2 separate regions of the Hordeum vulgare genome follow, and region 2 is linked to region 1. The links are chromatin contacts, called in public Hi-C maps. All regions are on one chromosome and are shown on one strand. Each heading gives the region's core, a stretch centred on a gene start, on an enhancer-like site or on the middle of the called end of the contact. The rest is flanking DNA. Distances are from core to core; before and after follow the strand shown. Region 1 has its middle 240 kb from the start of LOC123449021. Region 2 has its middle 9.4 kb from the start of LOC123449022.

The links. Hi-C and Micro-C count contacts between places; a contact is called where the count stands out from the background.
Region 2: a contact with region 1 is called in a Hi-C map of leaf, with 3 times the contacts expected there. The contact joins two enhancer-like sites. A contact is called at or near these places in 3 of 6 Hi-C or Micro-C datasets (leaf and seedling) and 1 of 1 datasets of contacts at active chromatin or transcription factors (embryo).

What each region holds. Positions count from the first base shown.
Region 1 is chr4H:475,452,803-475,459,871 of MorexV3_pseudomolecules_assembly, reverse strand. No RefSeq gene overlaps it. Among protein-coding and RNA genes, the nearest start is that of LOC123449021, 240 kb to the right of the region's middle. Within about 2 kb of position 3,536, at least 3 of the 3 cell types and tissues checked have open chromatin away from gene starts, as enhancers often do. A contact at or near this core is called in leaf and seedling, where this site is marked.
Region 2 is chr4H:475,910,029-475,917,097 of MorexV3_pseudomolecules_assembly, reverse strand. No RefSeq gene overlaps it. Among protein-coding and RNA genes, the nearest start is that of LOC123449022, 9.4 kb to the left of the region's middle. Within about 2 kb of position 2,892, at least 3 of the 3 cell types and tissues checked have open chromatin away from gene starts, as enhancers often do. A contact at or near this core is called in leaf and seedling, where this site is marked.

The DNA of each region.
Region 1 (7,069 bases), core at 2,287-4,786:
TTAAAATAATTCCCCCCCTATAAAAGAACATTTCTGGACTCATAAATAGGCATTTAAATAAAATACAAAAAACTTTTAATTTTTTTGGGGGTTTGGGAAGTCTTTTGGATAATAGGTTTCAAATAAAATCTTTGGTGCAAAACATTTACCCTAATTCGAGGACTTGTAGTACAAACCTCAATTTAGGGGGTTTTGAAAACCTAAATCAAATAAATGACTTTTTGGTCAAAATAATATATTTTTTAAATAATTTTATGTCCTATACACATGTCATGATCATTTGGTCAAAGATTTGGATCAAGGATAGGAGTTTTGATTGTGGTAGGATTTTTGTGAATTAAAACACAACCAATTAGAAAAGCAAATAAAAATCGACTCAAGTATTCACATGCACACAAAAAGTTTTAATTGGTCCAAATTTTTGAGCTATGTTAACATAGTCATGAGAGGCAAAACACAGGATGTGACGGACCCACCCCCCTTACAAGGATCTTGTCCCCGAGATTCCTAGGCTAGGCGTTGGAGAGACATGGAATTTCGGATATGATGTAGTCTTGACGTTCCCATGTTGCTTCTTCTTCCGTGTGGTTACTTCACTGGTCCTTGAAGTGCTTGATGAATGAGGTTCATGTAAGGGTTTGCCTTGTCTATGTATTGCAAAGTCAGAATGCATGCCAAAGTAGTGTGTATGTGTGCTGGTCCCGGGGTTACCCACCTTGGTTAGTGACATCTAGATTTCTCAATCTAGACTAGAAGGATTAGAGTCTTAGTGTAGCCTTCTCTGGACGGGGAAGTCATTGACTTCCTTAAAGTAGGTGATCTTCAATCGTAGGTGGTCTTCATCCTTGAGAGTGTTGAAGCCAGTCAACGTAGGCTTCTCGCCGAGGGCTTCACTTGAGTAAGCTCTGAAGATACACTCTTCAGTCATCCTTGGTCATTTGTCTTCATAGTCACGGAAGTGCGTCACGAGTGTGTCTTTGAGTGTTTGGTTTACTTCTCTTTTTGTAGCCATTTTTGGAAGGTTTGGGCTGAGTCTCGTCTATAAGACTTAACTTAGAGGTTTGGTAGCAAAAATGGGTTCCTCCCTATGAGGATGTCTCAACGAGGTTTTTAAGTAGGCTGGTTATTCAAAAGAGTAGAATAGCCATCTAGTGTGCAAGGTTTTGAGGCTTGGACAAGTGGAGAGGACTACCCTCAGCAGGAGGTCTAGTATGACCTAAATTGTGTCATGTCCTTAATCGGACTGGAAAAAGGCTAGTGGTGAAGTCATGACAATTGTCCCACTCTGTTCCAGGTTCTAAAGTGAGTAGGGAAGTCATGATCATAATACATTACCCGGGTGGTTACCTTTACAACTTCTCAGTCCCTTCCTAGTCAGGAACTAAATGGTTACCTTTACAATAGGGAACTCCTTAATTTCTCTTGATGTCCAAGGGCGTTATCTTGCTTGAACGTCGGTGCTGCTTGACATAGTCTAACTGAGGTGACTAGCGAGAGAGTGGAGTTTGACTTCTCTTGCTTCTTCTTCTTCGTTGTGGCTCCCAAACCGTAGTGGTTCTTGATCTTGTTTGGGTTAAGAATGTCTTCTACTATAGGGCGAGTACTACGAGGAGTCCTTCTTAAGGGTAAAAATCTGCACTTGAGAAACCTGGCAATCGGTGCCTATGGGGGCTTGTCTAAAGTAGGACTAGGTTTTTCCTTACTCTCCTTGGATAAATAAGTATGTGATCCGTGAGGATACCAACATATTTCCCCAAGTATCACACAATCACATTGTTCGTGGGATATGTGAGAGGAGCGGTCATAGGCCAATTAAAAAGGGCTTGAAGGTATATCCATTAACCATAAGGTGCAGATGGTGTGGCCTTGGGTGAGTCTCGAGAATGACTTTTAGACTCGCAGTATTTAAGTCAGCTTGCTCTTGAGAGCAATCTCGGGAACCAATCTTTAGCCAACTACTCTTAAACTTCTCCACGGGGTTACTTGTCCACGGGGTTTGTGCTTCCAGGTGGTTACTTGTCCACGGGGTTTGTGCTTCTTCATAATCTAGCTCTTCGTGCCCACATTCCTTATGGACAAAATTGTCACGGCCCTAGATTATTGCTTGTAGTTAGTGGCAACAGTGAGCATTCATGCATGCATTTAAATCCTTTTGAAATTGAAATGAGGAATGATGAAGCCTCAAAATAAAATTCTATTAAATATGGAATATAAAAATTGTCCCAAAGAGATCCAAGAAAATGTTCCTCTTGTTTTATGAAATATTGGCATGAGGTAAAATTCAAATCTATATTTTTGGAATCACAACAACATTTGATTTTGGGCTTTTGAGTTAATATAACAATTATTTTTCCATGGATTTATATTTATTATATATAAAATATAAGTCCATTAATTCTGAAACTTTTTTTGTGCCATGGTTAAATCCATTGGACTCATCTGCAAATTATCAGAATTTTATAAAATGGTTTGGTTTATTTTTAAAACCCAAAACAAATGACAAAATAATAGAAAACTGAAAAAAAGAGAAAGAAACACTGGGCTTACGTGGCAGAAGAGGCCGAGGCCACCACGGGCTAGACCATCTTCTTCCGCGTCCCAGTAGGCAGAGGAAAGCCGTGGAGAGAGCGCCGAGCTCCCAGCCACCTCCTGCTTGCTCTTCGCCAGCGCGACGGGCCAGATAGGTCTCCCGCAGCCGTTTGGATCGAGCCGACCCTCTCATTCCTCTCTCTCTCGTTTTTTCGCCTCTCCCCGCCATGCCCGGGCGCTACAGTCACCGCCGCTCGCAACCATCGTGGCCACCTGCCCCCTCTAGCCCAGCCACTGTGTCCCCTAGCTCCGTCGTTCTCCTCCCCATCTTGACCCAGAGGAATCGAGCTCAAACGCTCTCCACCGCCGTCTCCTGCATCATCTTCATCGCCGGCCACCGGAGCTCCTCGTCGATGATTCACCGCATGCAGGACCTCCCCAAGCCCGCTGACCATCTGACCCCCCTCTAGGTGAGCCCCTCTTGATTTTCCCCAAATCCCCATGCTCGATTTTAGTCGGCAGCCACAACCACGCCAAGCTTCCGAGCCGTCGTCCGCCATGCCCGGTGAGCTCCAAGATCTCGAACCGCTCGTCTCCAACCCGTGCGCCCTGCATGCTCCTGGTCATTCCAGGGTGCCATTGAGCCCCTCATATGGCATCCCCGTGCCTGTATCCTCGCCTGTTTCGGAGCCCAAGCTGCGACGCCGTCGTAGCTCGTCGCTGGTGCTTCTTTGACCACCGCTCGACCTATGGTTGGGTCTAGTGGATGCACGCGGGGGAGAGGTTCTCCCTGGTGCGCTCAGTGCGTCAAGCTGCTGCCTGCAGCACCACTCCGGCCGGATACCGTCATGTTCCATTGTCGCCGACGGCTAACCGGCGGTGGCTGACGTGCCGCCTCATTATGGTTTAATTTTCCCCGCTAATTAACCCCCGCAGAGGCTTATACTTGGTCCTACAGCTGGTCAAAGCAGGGTCAACCGGGGACTAATCCCTGGTTTGCCTATGTGTCACTGATGTGTGGATCCCACACGTCACGTTTGACCTGGACCGCCCGTGCCGATGTAGCGTGACTTACTGATGACGCAGTAATCCATTTGTGGATTTATTGAATCCCAAAAAATACCTTAAACTTCTAAAATGCATAGAAATTAATCTATAACTCACATCAAAATAAATTATATATGAAAAATTATCGAAAAAATGCAAGGAATCTGTTTATGCCATGTTCATGCATGTTTAAACAAGTTAACATCACCAAGTAGGCCATTTCATGATTAGGACCAATTTGATAAATATTTTGGAGTTGGAATTAATGTCTAATTGAATTCCACTTCAGTTAATATGACCAAATATTAAGCTAGGTGATTTCAGTACCTTAGCATGCCATATCATACATCATGTTCGGTGCATTGCATTGGATGTGTTCTTTTCTTCTTTTGTCGGTGTTGTTCCTTCTCGGTAGACAATTGTTCCAATGATGTGATCGTTGACATTAATGAAGAGAAGTACTATCTTCGGAACTGTTAGGCAAGCAATCCCCCTTGAGCATTCCAATACAATCCTACTCTCTCGCTCCTGCTCTCTTTTATTGCATTAGCACAATCACGATTCAAGTGTTACATGTTCTGAGTAGTTGAATCCATTCCTCTGCATGACCTGTTTTGCCACAGTAAATAGTTGAAACCACTTAGCATGAGTAGCAACTTCTTGAGCCTTCATGTGGCTACTCATCCATGCTTCCTGCTATGCCTGCTATGCTTAGAGTCGTGTCGGGTCTAATCCATCTGAGTGATGAACCGGAATGGCTGTGTTCATGTCCTAATGTGTGAGAGTAAAGTGTGTGAATCCCATTTCGTAAAGGTAGTGATGATAGGCCATGTAAGAGTACATGGCAGGTTGTCTCATTGGGACCGCCCTTAAGAACTGAGTTATGTGTATGTTATCCAAGACAAGATACTACCACACATTGGGATACTTAATTGACCCTCTCGGCTTATTAATCGCCTAGATCTCTGTCCAGGAGTTGCAACTAGTTTCTGGTGTTTGTAGGAAAAGTGTTGGAGGCCGTGTTTAGCTCTACCCGACGGGGTAGGCTTCAGTGCGGTAGATACACAGTGGCACGGTGTACCAAGTGGCACCCGGGCGGTGGGCTGGTGGAACCCTACGCACATCGTTTGAGGTTATAGAGGAAACTTCGGCTAGACTTCCTTGCGGGTTCAGTCTCAAATAGGTGATAAACCTTGACTAGGGTCTTTGTGGTTAACGGTCGTGGCCGACACCCAAACTAGTGCTTCTGCTTGAAGGTTGCCGAGATGCATGACGTGCATATGGTGATAAGTGGTGAGAGCGTGTGTGAAGAAGTATACACTTCCTAGGTGAATTAATCTATTTGAATAGCCGCGTCATCGGATATGGACTACTTGGAAAGATTACATGGTACATAGATAACTTGAAATGGATACTCTAAAACATGCTAGATAAGTGTGAGTGCTATGGATGGCCTTCTCGTAGGGAGACGAGAGTGGATCCATAGTGGTGTATTGATTTGGTGAATATGTGGACTCGTGTGCGCTACCCATCTCAAAGAAAGTGTTCGTGGTCATAGTAGAGGTTAGCCAAGTGTCAAAGTTGGATTGCCGCAATTAAACTCCACAACCCCTTCATTGATACTGATGCATATGTAGATAGTTCTGATGTAAGTCTTGCTGAGTACCTTTGTACTCACGGTTGCTTAATTTATGTTTTGCAGCGGAGACCTTAATCTCACTACATGTTTCTATGTGATGAGTTTGACATTGACCGGAATAGCTTGGGAATCCCAGATAGAGGTCTGGCACCTTTGGTAGGGTCATTGTAGCTTTTCAGGCTCTTCCAGCTGTTTTTAGTAGATGTCTGTACCCAGACATGTAACTTCCCGTTGATGTTTGTATGCTCTGAATGTTGGGTCATGTGACCCCCTCTGTTTGTACCATTATACGATGTTAGCTCTTCGGAGCCTTCTAAATAAATGATATGTTGTAGAGTTATCTTGTGATGCCATGTTGGATCTACACATATCGTGCATATTGCATGTATATTTGAAATGCATTGATATGTGTGGGATTCAACACCTAGTTGTGTGCCTTTAGTAGTACTCTTTACGGGGAAATGCCTCTTTGTGCTTCCACCGAGCCTTGATAGCTTGCTACTGCTCCGGACACATTGATTGACCGACTTGTATCCTTATTTTCTACCGTGTCTATCCCCTCGGGGAAATGTTACATGGTGTAATGGAGTCCCTGTAGCTTGCTACGACTCGTCTACACACGTTGTTGACCGACACCTTCTTTGCTGGGTTATGTATGCATGGCTGTGTATGGATGTGCCACTTGGGTTTATAACTAGTCATGTCGACCCGGGTTCTCTGTCGCTCGAACTCTGGCGACATATGCACATACGTGAGCCAAAATACGTAAACAGTCCTAGCCAGGTAAGGTGGCAGCCGTGGGGGCTGCAAAGTCATGTGTTGTGTTACAGGATGGGTTCTTATGACTTAGGATCGGGGTCCCGACAAAAATGGGTGGTAGTCAAGGTTGAGTATTGTCCAAACTCTTTCGACTTAGAACCAAGGCCTATGGTCATGATCCCACCATGTTATGGCTCGGTAAAGCTTAGGGGTTTCAAAGATCTTAGGATGTGAATGAACGTCTATCATCTTATCCTTGAGCACAGTTCTTGGATGCCAATAGTCCTACATATTACTTCAAACAAAATTCATTTTATTCCACCGAAACATTACTTTACGTAAGTCAACTCCAATCGTCACTCAGGTTATTCATATCCTCATCACTCTCGAAAGGACTAAACAAAATCATATATGTCAACTATAGCTATCTCATATGTATCCCTATCTAAAAATCCTCTAGTGGAGCATACAACTGCTAATCTTGAATAAGGCACTACAAATTAAAGTGTTCAACTAATCTATCCAAGGTCAAAAGCATAGCATCTTTTTCCTATCGACAATAGTTCTGGCATAAACGTTGCACAATCAGATATATTCAAGGTGGTGATGAAAGCACCAAACTATTCCATCATTTAGCTAGTGAACGGCACATGCATAACTCCATTGCATCTCTGTCTCTCCTTGATGGATCTCTTGTTGAGGATCATGAGGTTAAAGCTGAAGTTATTTACCAGGCATTCAAATCAAGAATGGGTGTTTCTGTTTATCATGAAATGAAGTTGAATCTAGACAACATCATCCAACCCGTGAAAAACCTTGAGGGTCTCTCACAGCCTTTCTCAAAAACATAGATTTATGAAGTAGTGGCTAAAATGCCCATAGATCGAGCTCCAGGTCCTGATGGGTTTAATGGTTGTTTCTTAAAGCACTGTTGGGATTTGATTGCACCAGATTTCTATAATTTACGCACCAGCTTTTGGGAAGGATCCATTTCTCTGAACTGCTTGAATGCTTCTTCGATCACTCTTATCCCAAAAAAGATGAACCCTATTTCGGTTAATGACTACATGCCTATATGTTTGCTGAACTGCATCC
Region 2 (7,069 bases), core at 1,643-4,142, 460 kb before region 1:
CTGATTCGTAATTTTTTTTGCGGGGCGCGGCAAAATGCGCACCTCGACCCCCGAAAACGCAGGTTCTCCCCTCCATCCCGTCGATGCCGTGTATATATCTAGAGCGGTTGGTTGATGGGACATTTCAGCCCGCGCTTTTCCGCCACCCATCGCCGCAGGACGCCGCCTTCGATTCCGGCCATACCAGCCATCGGGATCATGCCGGCGGGCCGCCGGAGGCCCTAGATCGACTTCCCCCACGCCCCTCGTGCCTCGGCTAGCCGGAAATTTGCAGATCGGCGGCTGTTTTCTCACGGCCATCGGATTTGGCTTTTCCGACCATCGGCGGTTGCGCCAAAGCCATGGATTGGTTGGGGAGCATCCAGCACAGCCCCGACAAAGCGCCAGTGCCGCATGCAGGCACTGGTTCATCCTCTAGTCGCCGACGTCGGTTCGCCGTCAAGGACTCTTCCGGCCGTCGCCCGGGCTCGGTGGTCGAGCAGCGGCTCGCCGGCTTGCCGATGCCGCTCGTACAATGCGACGATTGCCTACAAACAGTGTTGCGGCTCACATCCAGCACACGGCAACACCTCGGATGGGTATTCTTCAAATGCAAAAACGACGGGGTATGCACTTCTTCCTCTTTGGCTTTGTCATTTATTTGGTTAAATTTCGGTAGCTTATTGAGGTGTTCATCTGTGTAGGAAGGTGGATGCTCATTTTGGTACTGGGAAGAAGAATACATCGATTTATTGATAGAAAGAAACTTAATAGATGTTCGTGCACTCCTTAGTATAACTGAGGCTAACGATGCAGCTGCATGTGCAATTAGAAAAGAAATTAGAGGAAAAGCAACGTCTAATTCTTTAGAATCAAAACCGAAGAATGAAGAATGCAAGATGAAGAATCCCCAGATCAACAATGAATGCATGGAGAAGATATTGATCCAACTAGTGGGAGGAGTTATGAAAGTTGGATATCTTCTAAAATGCCTAGTTGTGGCTCTTTTTTCTTTAGTCTTGCTGTTTTAGCAAAGATTTGATGAACTATGATGTATCCAATGCCTTTGAAGAAAATAAAGAAGCAACTAAATATGTTTTCATGCTTGAAAATGTAATGGAAATAACATATTTTGTGGGCCGGCGTGGGCGGCGGGCGAGCAGACCACGCAAAACGGAATCGTATAAAAGGATATTCTGTCGGTGTGGGCGGCGGGCGAGCAGACCCCGCAAAATGGACCCGTATACGTGTCCGTTTTGCGGGATCTGCTCGCCCGCCGCTCACGCCGGCCCACAAAATCGTTTTTTCGCGAACTGCAAAAAAATTTACGGGTCAACTATATACAGGGTCTGCTAGAGATGCTCTAAGTCATGAACCCGTAAAATAACCGTCATTTTACAGTTTCGTGTCAAAAAAAATTATCCCGAACAGACCTCGTATTGGTCGTGGAACTGTAAAAAAAATTGCGAGGAGCGATAAAAGTTTGTCCTCAACCTCTAGATTCACGGACTGGGAGTGCGACCCGAGCTCGACCATGTCGCCCGAGATTTTTGGCGGAAGGGACATTTCCGTGGAGTAGTTCCCGCTTCCATTTGAAGTGGGCCACTTCGGTCCGCCTCCGTTGATCCTGCTCCGGCCGCTCCAGACCACCATCCACGTACACCCCTCGCCGCCATGGAAGCCTTCGTCCTTCACCGTCAAGGTCAGCCATGTGCCAAACCCTCTGCCAGATCTCGTCGCTGGCCATGTCACGTCTGTGGTCATTCAACCCTCGTCCGCGCCACCCTGCAAGCGGCAAGGCAGCGTCATCGTCCAGTGTGCCCGCCGTCGTTGCTGTGATTCTAAGGAGGCCCGCGCCGGCCCGGAAAGGTAAGGTCTCGGTTGTGAAGCGCAAGAAGGCGGGCGCAAGAGCAACCCCGCGAACGCCTCCTTTGGTTTCACCGACGAGAGCAACCCTGAGGATACCCGCGGACGGCAATGCTATCGCCATGGCCAATGTGTTCGGCGAAATGGGCGCAAGGTATGCAATTTTTGTATTCGTTTGCCATTTACCTTTGTTCGTGAATTATTGATCGTAAATGTAGGGACGGTTTGCATAGTGGGACTGCTGAGTTCGTGCACTTGTTGGCCAACTTGTTCGACGAAATGGTCGTAAGGTATGATGGCTTCGGTGCCGGTGGTGGAATGGGTGGCGATAGTGGAGAGTGATGATGCTGACGATGATGGTCACGAAGAGGATGGTGGCTTTTGCATAAGGTTCTTTTACGTTTGTCAAGAGCAAAAACAAAGACCAAGACGGCGGTGAAGATGGTGGTTGCTTTTGCATGACGTTGTTAACATCTTGATCGAAATTATTGTTTAATTTGTACGTAAACTATGTTTGATTGTTTAAATTTGATGTAAAATTGAAAGTTTGAGTTTTTACAGTTTACGATAAACGTGTGGTAGCTTATACGGGGTCTGATAGAGTTGTTCTTAGTTGTGACTCTTCTTTTAAGACTAGGAAAAATCTACCGTCCAGCCATGCGGTAGATCCCTTCAACTTGAAGAACAAACATGGATCGTCTGGCTAAGCGAGCTAGCTGTTCCGTATATCCTAAGTATACCGTGTGTGTGTGTTCCGTGTGAGGATTGAGCGATGAAAACCTGGAATAATTCCATGTGTACATGGCGTGTATGGAGGCTTAGAAAAAGGGACAAGCTAGGCAGGGGGAAGGATGCAAGCCAAGCCACCAATGGATCCATGCACGCACGCATGAGATGGAGATGGAGATGGAGGAGAGAAGAAACCCCAAACAGGCTGGATGTTGCTTGTAAGGATCAACTTAAATTAGGTGGGCGATCCAACACCGACACCTAGGCCAGCAAAGCAAGCACCTGCCTGCGCCATTGGCCACAGGCTACGTGATGAGTATACTTAAACTAAACCCAACGACACCCTCTCCGGCCAGATGGATCGCAATTAGAGTAGTAGCTCTTCTTCCTCAGATCTGATCTGATCGAATCGGATCGGATCATTTGTCATGTCAAAGTGTTCCTCCTCTTCTGCACAGCCTGGGCCCAGCACGGCAAAGGCCACAACAAGTAGAGTAGTAGTACTACATGGAGAAGGTGATAGATACGTAAGAGTATTTCATATGTGAGGTGAGGTCGATGGTGTCTGTCTTCGTTGATTGGTACGCCCAGATTATTATTATGCATTACACTCGGCATTATCCTCGGAAGATGAATGATGATACAAAAATACGTACTCCACTATATTTAAGCGGGGAGGTGGAGTATCTGAGGAGAGAAACAATCTGTTATGCTAGTGGCGAGGCCAGACGGCACTGTCACGTTCCCTCCCATGTGGCTCTCGCGCGCCAGTTTTAATAGGCTGACCGTGATTTGGTCGCGACGCCTCGCGTGCTGCTGTTTTCCGGGCTAACGCGCCCGGACCGACGGGGTGGGGGCTGTTACGCTAGAAACGGCACCCCTCACATGAGTTCGGCTGCTGGACGGTAAGTCTGTTAGGCCGGTCTGCTCTGCTGCGTGTGATATCAGCTGCTTCCATGTGGCGTTTCTATAGTGCGGTGGCTTTGGTCCGTTTCTCTGAACCCACCCCCCATCTCAGGATGGGTTTTTCTGATGATGTACTGTGCTTTGCCGAACAAAACGGCTTTGTTTCGAGCAACGTCCTGTTTATTCTTTTATAAGGGAAAAGAGGAAAAAATGCTTGACACATTTAATTTAATTGATTGAGAAGAATAACAAAAAGTATATTGAAACAACCCTATGATTGCATGGTATTTCCATTAACTAAGAAATACTTCCGCCGTAAAGAAATATAAAAGCGTTTAGATCACTAAAGTAAAGAAATATAAGAGTGTTTAGGTCACTAAAGCAACGATGAGAGACTATTTAATTTAGTACTCCCTCCGTCCGGAAATATTTTTTTTAAAAATGAATATAATGGATGTATCTATAACTAAAATAAGTCTAGATACATTCATCTCTAGGACAAGTATTTCCGAATGAAGGGAGTATTAGGTACTAATTACTGTCCGTAGAGTAGCCTGCCCGCATAACAAACACCAACGGGAGCTCGACCCCTGGGTCGCCTCCTGCTAGGGCGACTCAGGCGGAGATCTACCCCGCTCCCGGTCCGCCTCCACCCCGTCTTCCCCTCCGTCGCCGCTGGATGAAGCCGTCGGGTCCTTGCTCTTCAAGAGTCAAACGAAGTCCTTGCTCTTCTTCAAGAGTAATAGAAAGATCGGCAATCTCATCGGCATAGTCACGACCATGTCCTTGTAATGTAGAGATAATTCCTTCATGAGATTCAATGAGGTCATTGGCCTCTCCTAGTTGTTCCAAGAGAGCAAGAAACTACTTCTTGGATTTAACCTTGATTTTTCTCATAAATTTATCAAAGGAGTTTTCCTGATCCTCCACCTCTTCCTTTTCATCACCACTAATGGAGGTAGTGGAAATGGTAGCATTGAGGTTGAAAGTTTTAATGTTGGATGTTCTTGTTGGATGCCTTGTCCATAAGGCACTTGGCAATGTGGTTCTCGTTGGGGGCGTTGAAGAGGGACACCTTGCTTGGAGAAGAGGAGGCAATGGCCACAGTGGCCATCCCCATCACTTCATCGTCCTCATCCTCATCGAAGAGGTACTCTTCTTGATCCACCAACACCTTTTGAGGCACTTCCTTGGGGAAGTTGTTCTTTTTGGGGAATGACTTGGCTTTGTCCTTTCGGATGAGCTTGCCACCACTGTCTTCACACTTCTCATATGGACAATCCACCACAAAGTGATTCACATTGCCATAATTATAGCACGTCCTCACATGTTGCTTGCCCTTGAACCCACTTGAGTCGTTCTTGGAGAAATTTGGCTTTGAGTTTCTCTTGTTGCCCCAAAACTGTCTTGATGCAAGAGCCATATCCTCATGATAAGCATACTTGGTGTCTTCGGGGCACAATTCCTCTTCTTCTTCTTCATATCCCTCTAATACAGCCTTGGCCTTCAAAGCAAGGTTGGGAGTCTTTTCTTGACAGTTGAAAACTAGCTAGAGCATTATCAACGGTCTTGTTCAATATGTTCATGGCAATAAACTCATCCAACACATCACTTCAGGACATGGAGTGAAAATCTGGCCTTGGACGGATGACAGAGGACATGGATTTGTTGAAGGGCATAATAGCCTTGAGAAACTTACACTTGATCCAATTGTCATCCACATCCTTGCTTCCATGATCTTGAAGAGGGGCAGCAAGAGTCGTCACCCTCCGTAATAGCTCACGAGGATCTTCATCGTCAATCATAACAAATTCATCGGTCTCATCAAGTATGACTTCATAGTTTGACCGTTGAATACTAGAACTTCCCTTGTACATGGAAATGATGTGCTCCCAGCAATCTTTGGCACGAGTGAAGGGACGTAAATGAGCAATATCTTCAATAGGAACAACTGCTTGAAGGACGAACAAGGCTGAATGGATGGTTGAGCTGATTGTCAATCTCTTCTCTTGGGGTGAGGTTTCTTGGATCTTGAGGGTAGTAACCTTGCTCAATGATTCTCCACAATTGTGTTGAGTTGTGATTCAAATGAGCCTTTATACGAAAAATACATTTAGTAAAATCATTCTTAACAAGCTTAGGTGGAGGACCGAGGTTAATAATATGCAGTAGGTGAACCGGTCCTCCATAGACCATGGGAGGAGGAACCCGAGGCAAAGGTATTTGCCCCACTCGTTCCTTGAGGCAATTTATCTCTTTCACTACTTGCATTTTCCTTTTCATAATTGACCTTATCCGAAGTTGTGGGATTGACCACATGCAACAAGTCGCTAAACGATTTGTAATTATCAAGGAAATCTTTAAGCATGTTCTTGACCTTGACAGTTGTTGGAAATATGCCCTAGGGGCAATAATAAAATGGTTATTATCATATTTCCTTGTTCATGATAATCGTCTATTGTTCATGCTATAATTGTATTAACACGAAACAATAATACATGTGTGAATAAATAGATCACAATGTGTCCCTAGCAAGCCTCTAGTTGGCTAGCTCGTTGATCAATAGATGATCATGGTTTCCTGATCATGGACATTAGATGTCATTGATAACGGGATCACATCATTGGAAGAATGATGTGATGGACAAGACCCATTCCTAAGCATAGCACTAGATCGTATTATTCGTATGCTAAAGCTTTTCTAATGTCAAGTGTCTTTTCCTTCGACCGTGAGATTGTGCAACTCCCGGATACCGTAGGAGTGCTTTGGGTGTATCAAACGTCACAACGTAACTGGGTGACTATAAAGGTGCACTACGGGTACCTCTGAAAGTGTCTGTTGGGTTGGTACGAATCGAGATCGGGATTTGTCACTACATGTGACGGAGAGGTATCTCTGGGTCCAGTAGGTAGAACATCATCATGAGCTCAATGTGACTAAGGAGTTAGTCATATGATGACATGCTATGGAATGAGTAAAGAGACTTACCGGTAACGAGATTGAACAAGGTATAGGTATACCGACGATCGAATCTCCGGCAAGTTCTATACCGACAGACAAAGGGAATTGTATACGGGATTGATTGAATCCTTGATATCGTGGTTCATCCGATGAGATCATCGTGGAACATGTGGGATCCACCATGGTTATCCAGATCCCGTTGATGGTTATTGGTCGGAGAGTGTCTCGGTCATGTCTGCATGATTCCCGAATCCGTAGGGTCTACACACTTAAGGTTCGATGACACTAGGGTTATAGGGAATTGTTATACGAGGTTACCGAAGGATGTTCGGAGTCCTGGATGAGATCCCGGATGTCACGAGGAGCTCCGGAATGGTCCAGAGGTAAAGACTGATATATAGGATGGATGGGTTTGGACGCCGGAAATGTTTCGGGCACCACCGGCAAAGTGCTGGGACCACCGGAAGGGTTCCGGAGGCCCACCGGGAGGGGCCACAAGCCCCGGAAGGCTACATGGGCCAAGTGCGGGAGGGAACCAGCCCCTAGGTGGGCCGGTGCGCCTCCCACACTCAGCCTAGGCGCACCAGAGAGGGAGGGAGGGGAAACCCTAGGCGCTGGTGGGCCTAAG